Regions from separate parts of the Sus scrofa genome. Here regions 2 and 3 are each linked to region 1. A link is a contact called in public HiChIP or PLAC-seq data. All regions are on one chromosome and are shown on one strand. The core of a region is the stretch at or near the end of the contact, and the rest is flanking DNA. Distances in the headings are between cores, read along the strand shown. Region 1 has its middle 180 kb from the start of TET2. Region 2 overlaps TET2 (methylcytosine dioxygenase TET2). Region 3 overlaps LOC110262179 (a long non-coding RNA gene).

Region 1 (3,556 bases), core at 498-2,997:
TGCACAATGCATTTGGAGCACAGAAATGAGACTGTCTGACCTATGTTTTTAAAAGCTCTGAATTTGTCAGAATGTAATCAGCACTGACATACCAGGCAATGGAGCTGGGTGCCCAGCATGCAAAGGTGGACGGACAGTCCTCATGCTCAGGATCCTCCTGTCTCTGGACTTTTGGTTCAGCTTGTTGTGGGTCATTTTGGGTCTAGTTCAAATTCATTGCCCTCACCCCTTGCACAACCAGGCACTGCCCAGGGTCCACTGAGTGATCTCAGTGTCCACATGCTCCCCTGGCTCTGGGGCCAGAGCAGGAAGACCTCAGCTCTGTCAGGAATTACAGGGGCCCAGTCCTGCCCTAAACATACTGTGTGGCCTTTGGCAAGACATGAATCCCCTTCTTCCTGGCTTTTCCATCTGTTTATACAATTTTCTGCAGAAGTATATTTGGGAGGCCTGATGGGATAACCAGCTCTGAGAGCTTGAGGGTGTAATGAAAAACTGACAATTTTCATTTTCCCTCCAATTATCATACTCTAAAATAAATAGAGAGTCGGGTGGATTCTCCAGCTATTCATTCTGGCAGCTCTGCCTCAGCTGAAGACAGTCTACAAGTTGGCAGGCCAGAGCGGAGAGAAACTTATCTTAGTTCCTGGAGATAAAACCTGCTAGTTTCAACAACTGAAATTCAGAGAGAGGATTTTCTGGGGAAGAGCCATGTGCAGCAACAAGCTCTTTTAGAAGATTAACTTGCTTGCCTCCTGCTAACTTCTCTCTGTTGAGGAAGGATGCAAAAAGTCACATTACCTTGAGCCTCAAACAATTCGAAATGATCGGATTTGGCCTGTTCACCTCACTTGTCGGTCACCAAGAGATACTTAAAAAGATGAGACCTCCATTCTGAGAAAATGGAAAATAAAATGACAGGTTTCAAGGAAAGTCATTCGGTATACCAGAAAAAAACGATTATCAAAAGCATGTTTGCCTTCAGGATGCGTATGTGGCTTTTATGAACAGCAACACCATTTTTGTCCAATGCTTATGATGTAACCTCACCAAAATCAGGGAAATTCGGGGATTTGGCAGGCAACTGGGAAAAGAGAAATGCAATACAATGCCATTTCAGATGACAGTCTACGTTGGAGCTGAGCTACTCCAGATGTTTTTCTTTTGTCTTCATTTAATGGTTCCTCTAAATAAGATGTCTTACTATCAGCCAAGGCAGCAAAATTTACAACATGCTAATTAATGGCGAAATGCTTAGGTAAGCAATTCTGTTTCTGAGTATGTAATTATATCTCCAGGGCTTTCATTTTTTTCCTCTTACCTTTCTCTGCGAGATTATACTGATGGAGTAAGGGAGTATTAGGAACACAGAAAATCTTAAGTGGGTGCACCATGGTCAGTTTTACTTAAACAGTAAGGGATAAGCTATGCTCTTTCCCTTCAACCATACAATTATTTTGTTATAGCAGTTATGACCGTGAAACAAAGAAATATTGCACAGGGACCATGGATTACAACCTACAGGGAATAACTGTAGTTGTAAAGCTGCTTCTCACCATAATGGACCAACTTATTTTTTAAAAAATTAAAAGCAAAATCAGTCCTTTTTCCCTATGCAGAGATTCTTGAACTTCAGATTATCAGCAAAACATGTTGTTGCACCTGCTCTGCCAATCCCCAGCCTGGATAAGTCTAACTGTTTACTCTCTCCACTCCTGCTTCCAGGCAGCTGGGCATGGAAAGAAAAATCCCATAACTCTCTTTACTGGCACTGCAACAAATCTACATTCTCCAACATCGGCTGGGCCCCCAGTACTACTGGCAGTCCTTTTATTTGTCCCCAAGTCAGCTCCGTTTCAGATTTCCCTCACAGCTGTTCTAACCTATCAACATGCTCAACGGTCCCCCTCATTCTGAGTAGATGCCCTTGTCCATGTAGCAAGGACAAAACAGACGTCTTCTCATTCCCCTCCACTTGCAGCCTGCCTGACATCCATGAGGCAGCCATCTTTTCCCTCCCTTCCTCCTAAATCACAGATGAGTCATTTCTTCTAATCTCTGAAGTGAACACCCCATAGGATATTGGACACCATCTACTTAGGCATCTGGTAATGCATTATATCAGTCATTTCCCCTCACATTTGGGGTCTTTAATTCACTGCTCCCTGTTCTCTGGCTTCTCCCTTTTAGTCCACAAATTTGATCAACTTTTTCCTTATCACCATGCACGCACTCGCATACACACACATGTACACACATACCCACCCCCGTTCTTTAATCATTTCAGCCTCTCACTCATGCTGCAAATTGCCTTGTATAGCAATTATCTGTTTACATGACAGTTTTCAACTGGTCCAGCGGTTTTTAATTGTTGATGTGTCAGATCCTTTTGAGAATCTGATTAAAGCAACAGACCTTTTCCCTGGCGACATGCACATACCTACACACACACACACACACACACACACACACACACACACACACACACACCTTCTATATACAGTTCTAGCTTGTTCACTGCTCACCACCCCACCCCCAAAGGAGCTATTACTGCCACTCATCAATATTTCCAGTTCCACTCCTCTTCCAGGCACACGGGAAAATTACACTTCCTTGTTGACTTGAGATTAGTGTCTTTGGCCAATGAGATGATAGTGGAAGTGATGTGTGTGGAAGCTTTAAGAGCCTGCACTGGATGTGCAGTGCTGTCTGTTTTGACTCTGCCACCACTATAAGCACTGCATTCCAGATATGCCAGTTTCATCACCGTGGGTTTTGGAGTGAAAAGAATACAGCCCAGAGCACCTAGCCAGCCCCCTGGACATACTGGGTAGGTGAGAAATCAATCCAGCTGTTTAGAGCAGCTTATAGATTGCGGATGGTTGGTTACAGTGGCATAACCTACTCTTTCCTGCTTGAGAGCAGGGAACTCTCCGTCGGTTACAAAATAAATGCAAGTCAGAAAGATTCTTTCTAGGGGAGTTTAAGCTACCCTCCTTCCTATTCCCAACCAATAAGCGCCTTTCACCTCAGAGTTCTATACCTTCAATTCTCTCTACCTACAAGACTCTTTCTCTAGTTCTTCCTATGACTTCTCATCCTCCGGATCTCCATATATATGTTACGTCCTCATAGAGGTCCCTCTTGGATGGTCTCCTTCCCATTTGTCCCCAATTACTATCATTTATGTCACCCATTTCTGTCTTTCACACAGTGTATCACAGCCCATCTTGATTTTGTCTCTCAAATTCTGAATTCACAATATATATGTAGTCTTACTATCAACAGTGATTCATAAAGAACTAATGTCATGCTACTTTAACCCCAAGTGAACTTAAGAAAAGGAAAGACATTCAAAAACATAGACTGCTTTCCTTTGTTTACTATGCTGATAAAAATAGAACCATGAATGTGCTATAGAAGTCACACATTACACTTTTCTAAACTGTGCTAATAGAGGGAAAAGTTCTAACTAAAATGTTGGATAGACATCCAAATGTTTGGATGTGCATGTGCATCACAAACAAACCACTGAACCCTGGTGTTCACCCAATCA
Region 2 (3,556 bases), core at 751-3,250, 210 kb after region 1:
AGACCTTATTCTCTTTACAAAAATGCATTCAAAATGGATCATAGACTTACATGTAAAGTGCAAAACTATAAAACTCCTGGAAAATAGTAACACAGGGAGAAACCTAGATGATGTTGGTATGGTGAAGACTCTTTAGATACAACACCAAAGACACGATTCATGAAAGAAATTATTTTTAAGCTGGACTTCATTAGAATTAAAAACTTCTGTTCTACTAAAGTCACGGTCAAGAGAATGAGAGTACAAGCCACAGACTGGGAGATAATATTTCCAAAGAAAACATTTGATAAAGGACCGTTATTCAAAATATACATAGAACTTTTCAATCTGTTAAAACAATAAAAATGAATGACATTTTAAAAATGGACAAAAGACTTGAACAGACACATCATCAAAGAAGTTATACAGTTGGCAAGTAAGCATATGAAAAACTGTCATTAGAGAATTGCAAACTAAAACAACAGTGAGATTCCACTACACGCCTATTAGAATGGCCAAAATCTAAAACTGAGAACACCAAATGTTGGCAAGGAAGTAAGGCAAAAGAAACTCTTCATTCATTGATGGTGGAATGCAAAGTGGTAGAGCCACTTTGGAAGAAAGTTGACCAATTACTCACAAAACTAAATGTACTCTTACCATACAATTCAGTGATTGCATTCCTGGGTGTTTACTCAAAGGAGCTGAAAATGTATGTCCACACAAAAACCTGCACACATAATGTTTTAGCACCTTTCCTTGTAATGGCCAAAACTTGTTAGCAACCAAGATACCCTTCAGTAGGTGAATGGGTAAACTGTGGCATACACACTAAAAAGAAATAAGGCACTGGAGTTTCCCTGTGTCTCAGCAGGTTAAGGATCTGGTGTTGTCACTGCTGTGGCTCTGGTTATAGCTGTGGTACAGGTTCGATCCCTGGGTATAGAGGAACCTTAAATGCATGTTACTAAGAAAAATAAGCTATTCTGTAAAGGTCTGTACTCTGCTTCCAGTTGTATGACATTCTGGAAAAGGTGCAACAATGTGGACAGTAAAGAGATAAGCTGTTTCCAGGGATTAGGGAATAGGAAGAATGTATAAGCAGAAAACAGGATTTTAAGGGTAGTGAAACTAATCTGTAATATAGTGGTAGATACATGTCATTATACATCTGTCAAAACTCATAGAATGTACAAGAGTGATTCCTAATGTCAGTTATGGATTTGGGGTGATAATGATGTGTCGGTGTAGGTTCATCAGCTGTCGCAAATGTATCTCTCCAGAAAGAATGTTCATTGTGGGAGAAGTTTTACAAACGTGTGGACAGAGGTATATGACAACTCACTGTACTTTCCACTAAAGAGTAGAGTGAACCTAAATCTGCTCTAAAAAATTAGTTTAATTTAAAAAATGTAAAGCAACCAGAAAAAAAACCCTTACATTTATAAAAAGCTAAGCAGTAAAAGTATTTCTTCTTTTTCTTACCTAGTTACACTTGGTAACTAGTGTTTTTAATTCAAGTCCTCTGTTAACACTGGGTTTTCCAATGTGTAGTAAGGGAATAATCTAATATCCTTCTTAACTGACTTGCAACCTTACTTGCAGTGAACAGTGAGCACCAGTCCTTTGTAAAAAAGGTGAGTAGAAGAGGGCAGAGGAGGTGTCAGAAGGCAGTCAGTGGGCAAGATTCAGTGTTCATGATACACAAAGACTACCGACCAAATTCACGTACCTCCAGACTCCATGCCTTTTCTCAGAGAACTGAAGATGCAAAAGTTGTCTTTGGTTTTATGTGAGGATTTCCCTCCTCATCAGTCCTCAAAAATTGAAGGCTCTGTATCCTCTTCATTTAGGAAATGAGTGCTTATAATAGAAAGTTGTTTTTAGTCATCTGTTATATTTAGATGATTTATGTCACCTCTGACCTGCTTTCTGATAAAGCATGACTTCATTCATGGCTCTGGAGATGACCTGTGTACACTGACCTGGCGTAAACCTAGAGTGTTAGTCATTTTAGTGACAGTTGTTGGAGAGATTGACCTCCTGCTATAAGACTGTACACTGAGGTTCTGTAAGCAGCTGCATTCCTAGTGAGACCTGGTTAAGTTTATCCCACTATTAATTTCTTCAGTATTACTCATCTTTCTCAAAAAGAAAGGTTTTTCTAGCATGCACAGTATCTGGCTTTTAATGGCTACTGAGCTGAAATAACATGCATGTATTAATGGTTGCTCATTTGTTTGTTTCCCTTCTCTTTTTTGACTCATTCTTGAAGGTTAGAGTAGTTATGCCTTTCTGCAGCTGATAATTGACCTTTCTTAGAAATGACACTTTCACATCTCCAAGTGTATGTGGAGTTGTCTGGAGTTAATGCTCCAGTTTTCATTTAGCTTCTCATCCACTCCCAGTCAGTGGAGAATCAAGACATTCAGTATTGATTTCTATGGCCAATGAACCCGAGTCAACTTGGCATGAAGAGCTTTTCCCAGACATTCCTCTTTAAAGGCAGAGTCAGTGGCTCCTTTTTTCCCCAAACTCCACTTTGTTCAATGATTTTTAAGTGGTGATTTTATTCTTTCACTTCTAAAAATACTGTCCCACATTCCAAAACCTCCATCATTAACACATAGAAGGAAGTAACATTGTCACATTCCTGCTCTTTTCTGTTATCATACTTGCATGAATGAGTATAAAATATATTCATGCATGTTCTATAATTATTGGGCTTTTTGTTTTAAAATATATAGTTTCTTTGCTTTACAAGGGAGCTAATTTGTTCTTACTTATTTTAGAGGCTATTTTTGCACTCTGGGATATCATGGCACTCCAAAAAAAAAAAGTTCTGAAATTTTAATATTCACCATTTGTCTCTAGACATCATCACAAACGGTACTTCCTCACTTTTTTATTGGTATTGCTCATTTATCATTCTTTATAACTCAAATCCTCATATTTATTCCTCCATATTAAAGTTGTTTTCCCTAACTACCTTGTGTCCTTCTTAAATTTTCATTTCTTGTTTGCCTCTATAAAAGCAAGTTTAAAAATAAAGCCTCTGATGCCATTAATCATTATTATTATGCTCTTTATATTTCTACCTGGAATATTTTAAAGCCCTTAAAGTTTTCATCATTAGTCCTCCTCTCTAAGCTATGCTGTATATGCTCTTTGGCCAAGTCTTTTGTTTTTTTCTTTTTTTGGAGTGTATGTCATGTGTGTCTGTGTGGTTATGGTTTATAAACTCTCAATTTAGTCACGATTAATATGCTTTTAGAAGAGCTTCTTTTTCTTAGGAGTTTCTTGATGATTTTTACTTTGTCATGTGATGAAAAGTGTGTGACAAAGTACTGTAGCAAAGTAGTGTTTTCCTGCTTGGTTGCACTCATCCGTTTTAGAAGACCTGGTAGTTGACAACCAACTCCTTTTTTATGTTGGTTTCTACAACACAGAGGTTGCTAGGTGACTTTAATCCCTTTCAGCAAGAGAACAATCAACAACAATAAATTCCTGCTCTCTTTAGATGTGTATATTCTACCTAGAAGATCTAGCAAATAAAAAAAAGGTTTAAAACATTTTT
Region 3 (3,556 bases), core at 618-3,117, 140 kb after region 1:
AATTAGTTTTGGAGTTCCCATCGTGGCTTAGCAGTAACAAATCCAACTAGTATCCACAAGGATACGGGTTGAATCCCTGGCCTTGCTCAGTGGGTTAAGGATCCAGCATTGCTGCGAGCTGTGGTATGGGTTGTAGAGGCAGCTCAGATCCTGTATTGCTGTGGCTGTGGCATAGGCCGCAGCTGCAGCTCCAATTTGACCCCTAGCATGGGAACTGACATATGCCACAGGTGTGGCCCTAAAAAAGAAAAAAACTATTGTTTTAAAACAACATGACACTTCCACTACCAGTACTATCTCAGCTCATATGCAGGGTAAAAGAAATATCTGTGTCATTTGTTGTGTTTCTATCGGTGGTATCGTCTTTGATCTTCCTTCCAAAATAGCACAGGAGTGATCATCATAATCACAAAAAAATACCATAGGGCTTCACAGAATTTAAAATAGCTTCCTGGGATTTCCCTCTGTGATATAGCAGAAACAAATACAACTAGTATCCATGAGGATGTGGATTCAATTCCTGGCCTCGTTCAGTGGGTTGGGGATCCAGCATTGCCATGAGCTGTGGTGTACTTTGCAGATGAGGCTGGAATCCCACTTTGCTGTGGCTGTGGTGCAGGCTGGGAGTTGCAGCTCCAATTTGACCCCTAGCCTGGGAACTTCCACATGCCATAGGGTGCAGCCCTAAAAAGCAAAATAACACAGCTTCCAGAATTCCCTGGTGGCACTTCGGGTTAAGGATCCAGCGTTGTCACTCCTGTTCATTCCCTGGTCTGGGAACTTCCACATGCTGTGGGCATGGCCAAAAACAAACAAACAAACAAAATTAAAATAGCCTCCTATGTGTTATTTAATCCCATAATAGCCCTGTGAGAAAAGCAGACCATCAGGGCAGACATGGTAATGTTAAGAAGAGGAAAAATAGAACAGAAAAGAAGGGGAGAAAGAAGGAAGGGAAAGGAAGAGGGGGGAAACTGCCTTTCAGATCTTCCCGCAATTGAATATCAGTCTTAAACCTAATAATATCTCCTAACAAGTGTTCCGGAGATTAAGTTCCACATAGTTCTTTGGACTGCCCAATTGTGATTGCTCTACAAATTCTAATATCATCATTGCCAAGCTTAGCTAGAAAATTTCTCATAAACTCATATATAAAGTTGGGGAACTTCAGAAAAAACAAAAACAAAACAAACCAAAAAAACAGTAAAGCCCAACGCCAAGAAAGGAAGTTAGGATAGAAAGAAGACAATAAGCACTAACTTGCCTATAGGCTTCATAATCTTTTTCCATGAGGCACTTTTAGCCAAGCAGTAAGCTCTCATGAAGAATGGGGTGTGTGAACACACTGAGAGTCCAGTCCGGGGGCAGAGAAATCCCTCCCATTTTGTCCTCAGCTCAACTCCCAAGATTCCCAGCGTCACAGTGTGAGTCACACTGCAGTTGCCCATGATGTGCCCCTGCACGGATGCCCTCTGCTTCAGCAGGGAATTTCAAGCTCCCGCCTGCCTCTAAGAAGGGGGGAAATCAGTGCAACGTTGTGACCAGATGCAGAAAAGCTGGCAGCCAGAGAAAACAGTAGTGCATTTGACTAATTTTCTTTTGTGGGCTTTTTGCTGTAAAGAAATTGGCCTCCGTGGGTTAAGAGAAATTCAACATTTGCATCCCTTTCTTGAATGTGAGCTCTTTGTTTCCATTTTAATAGGTCGTGGGAAGTTTCCTGCGAATATGTAAACAAGCTTTGTGTTTATTTTAATGACTTTTTCCTCCTGTTTCCGGGCTCTGGGCAACCCCACTTGAATTCTGGTGCTTAGAACAGAACACAACCAAGTTGTAACCCAAGTCTTTCCTTTTGTAAGAGGAAGTGGTGAGATAAATAAAAGGATGGCATTTCCTAGAGCATCTGAATCGCCTATTAACTGCTTAAGAACTAACTCCTCAACAAAAATTAGTCCACTGAACTAGTTTAAAAAAGAAGAAAAAAAAAAATCTTTGAAGTGACTAATTTACAACTTTGAAACCTGAATACCCAGCTAAGAAAGAACCTCTCCCTTTCCTGTTAAATCCTGAATACTGAATCTCTTCTTTACCTCTTAGTGAATCACCTTAAAGTGTTGCCATACTGATTGTCTCTACTCCCTCTCATCTGATTTACAAACCCACTGTAAGCTGGCTTCTGCCTTTACTACCTTACTGGAACTTACAAAGACAGTGGTGAAAATGACCTGCTTATTGATAAATACAGGGAATGTTTTCAAGTATTTATTTTGGTAGATTTCTCTATGGTATTTGAAGATGCCAACCACCTACTCCTTTGAGAAATTTCTCTTCTTTTGTTTTCCATGATACTGCACTCTCCTGATTCTCTCACATCTCAGATCACTTTTTTTTTTCAAGGCAGCAGTTATAAAATCATGTAATATTCTTCAAGAGGAGAGAAAGAGTTAAGGAAACACTTTTTTCATTCGTAACTCCCATCAAGTCTTAGTCTTCATTCCTGAATCCTCTTCCCATCCTCTTAAAAATAGGTGTTCTTTTGTGTTCTCTTCCTCCTCTTTGATGATCTCATTTGTTCTTACATTTTCAATATCACCTCTGCCCAATTTTCACATCTGTATCTCTAGCTTAGACTTCCTTCCTAAGTCTGTATGTCTTTACCTCCCCATCTTGACTGTAGCTATGATTATTGTCAAGAGTTCTCTCTCTGCTCCTGCAGCCAACCTCCTACCTCAAGTGCCCACCACTGCATGTCTTCCTGGGTTCTGCTCCTAGGAGCCACAGGAGCTGGCTTGCCCACATGAGCCAGGTCAGGCCACAGCGGGAGAGTCAGTAGATAAACGTTCCAGACTTCCATCCCTCAGATGGCTAATTTTTGGAGGCATTCTTCGTTCTTCTCAAAAGTCCCTTGTTGCCCATATAAGGTTGGGTTGAATAAGGCACTCTATTGTCACCATCTCATTCTTCTTACTTGGCCACTCATGGTTTGTAGGGTCACTTCCCAAATAGACCACCTGTACCCAAGCTCTTATCTCAGGCATTGCTTTTAAGGAAACCCAAAGGCATTTGGTACCAGGAATGGTCCTGGAAAGCAGACCCTCAAAATGAAATTCCATGGCTAATTTGTCTCCTGAAGCAGGCCCCTCCTCCAGCTGGAGGAGAAGGATGTCTCTTACCTGACAATCTTGTAAAGATCTCACCTGAGGCAGATGCCTAGAAAGATGATGCGGCCTCCTCAGAACCCACCAAGTCTCCCCTTATAATGCACAAACCAGTAACTATGGCCATGACCCACTATTCACTGAGTAGAGAAATACAGTCCCTGTTCCAGAAGAAAATAGCTTTTTTACAAAAAAAAAAAAAAAATCTAGTACTAGCTTATATACATTGGCAGGACTGGGAAGAATATGTGCAGGAGTGGATTTTGAGGGTTAAGATGGGGAGGGAGGAGTTCCCATTATGGCTTATCATGTTAAGGACGTGATGTGGTCTCCATGAGGATAAAGGTTCAATCCCTGGCCTCGCTCACTGGGTTAAGGATCCAGTGTTGCCACAAGCTGTG

Evidence for each region. HiChIP or PLAC-seq counts read pairs in DNA pulled down with a chosen protein or histone mark.
Region 2: a contact with region 1 is called in an H3K27ac HiChIP or PLAC-seq map of skeletal muscle. The contact joins two enhancer-like sites. A contact is called at or near these places in 2 of 2 datasets of contacts at active chromatin or transcription factors (alveolar macrophages and skeletal muscle).
Region 3: an H3K27ac HiChIP or PLAC-seq map of skeletal muscle shows a contact between it and region 1. The contact joins two enhancer-like sites. A contact is called at or near these places in 1 of 47 Hi-C or Micro-C datasets (epiblast stem cells) and 2 of 2 datasets of contacts at active chromatin or transcription factors (alveolar macrophages and skeletal muscle).

Annotation. Positions count from the first base shown.
Region 1 is chr8:116,726,967-116,730,522 of Sscrofa11.1, reverse strand. No RefSeq gene overlaps it. Among named protein-coding and RNA genes, the nearest start is that of TET2, 180 kb to the right of the region's middle. Within about 2 kb of position 1,747, at least 4 of the 83 cell types and tissues checked have an H3K27ac peak or open chromatin away from gene starts, as enhancers often do. A contact at or near this core is called in skeletal muscle, where this site is marked.
Region 2 is chr8:116,518,050-116,521,605 of Sscrofa11.1, reverse strand. All of the region lies in intron 1 of TET2 (methylcytosine dioxygenase TET2), which reads left to right. Among named protein-coding and RNA genes, the nearest start is that of TET2, 27 kb to the left of the region's middle. Within about 2 kb of position 2,000, at least 11 of the 83 cell types and tissues checked have an H3K27ac peak or open chromatin away from gene starts, as enhancers often do. A contact at or near this core is called in skeletal muscle, where this site is marked.
Region 3 is chr8:116,591,457-116,595,012 of Sscrofa11.1, reverse strand. The region is part of intron 3 of LOC110262179 (a long non-coding RNA gene); the gene reads right to left. Among named protein-coding and RNA genes, the nearest start is that of TET2, 46 kb to the right of the region's middle. Within about 2 kb of position 1,867, at least 34 of the 83 cell types and tissues checked have an H3K27ac peak or open chromatin away from gene starts, as enhancers often do. A contact at or near this core is called in skeletal muscle, where this site is marked.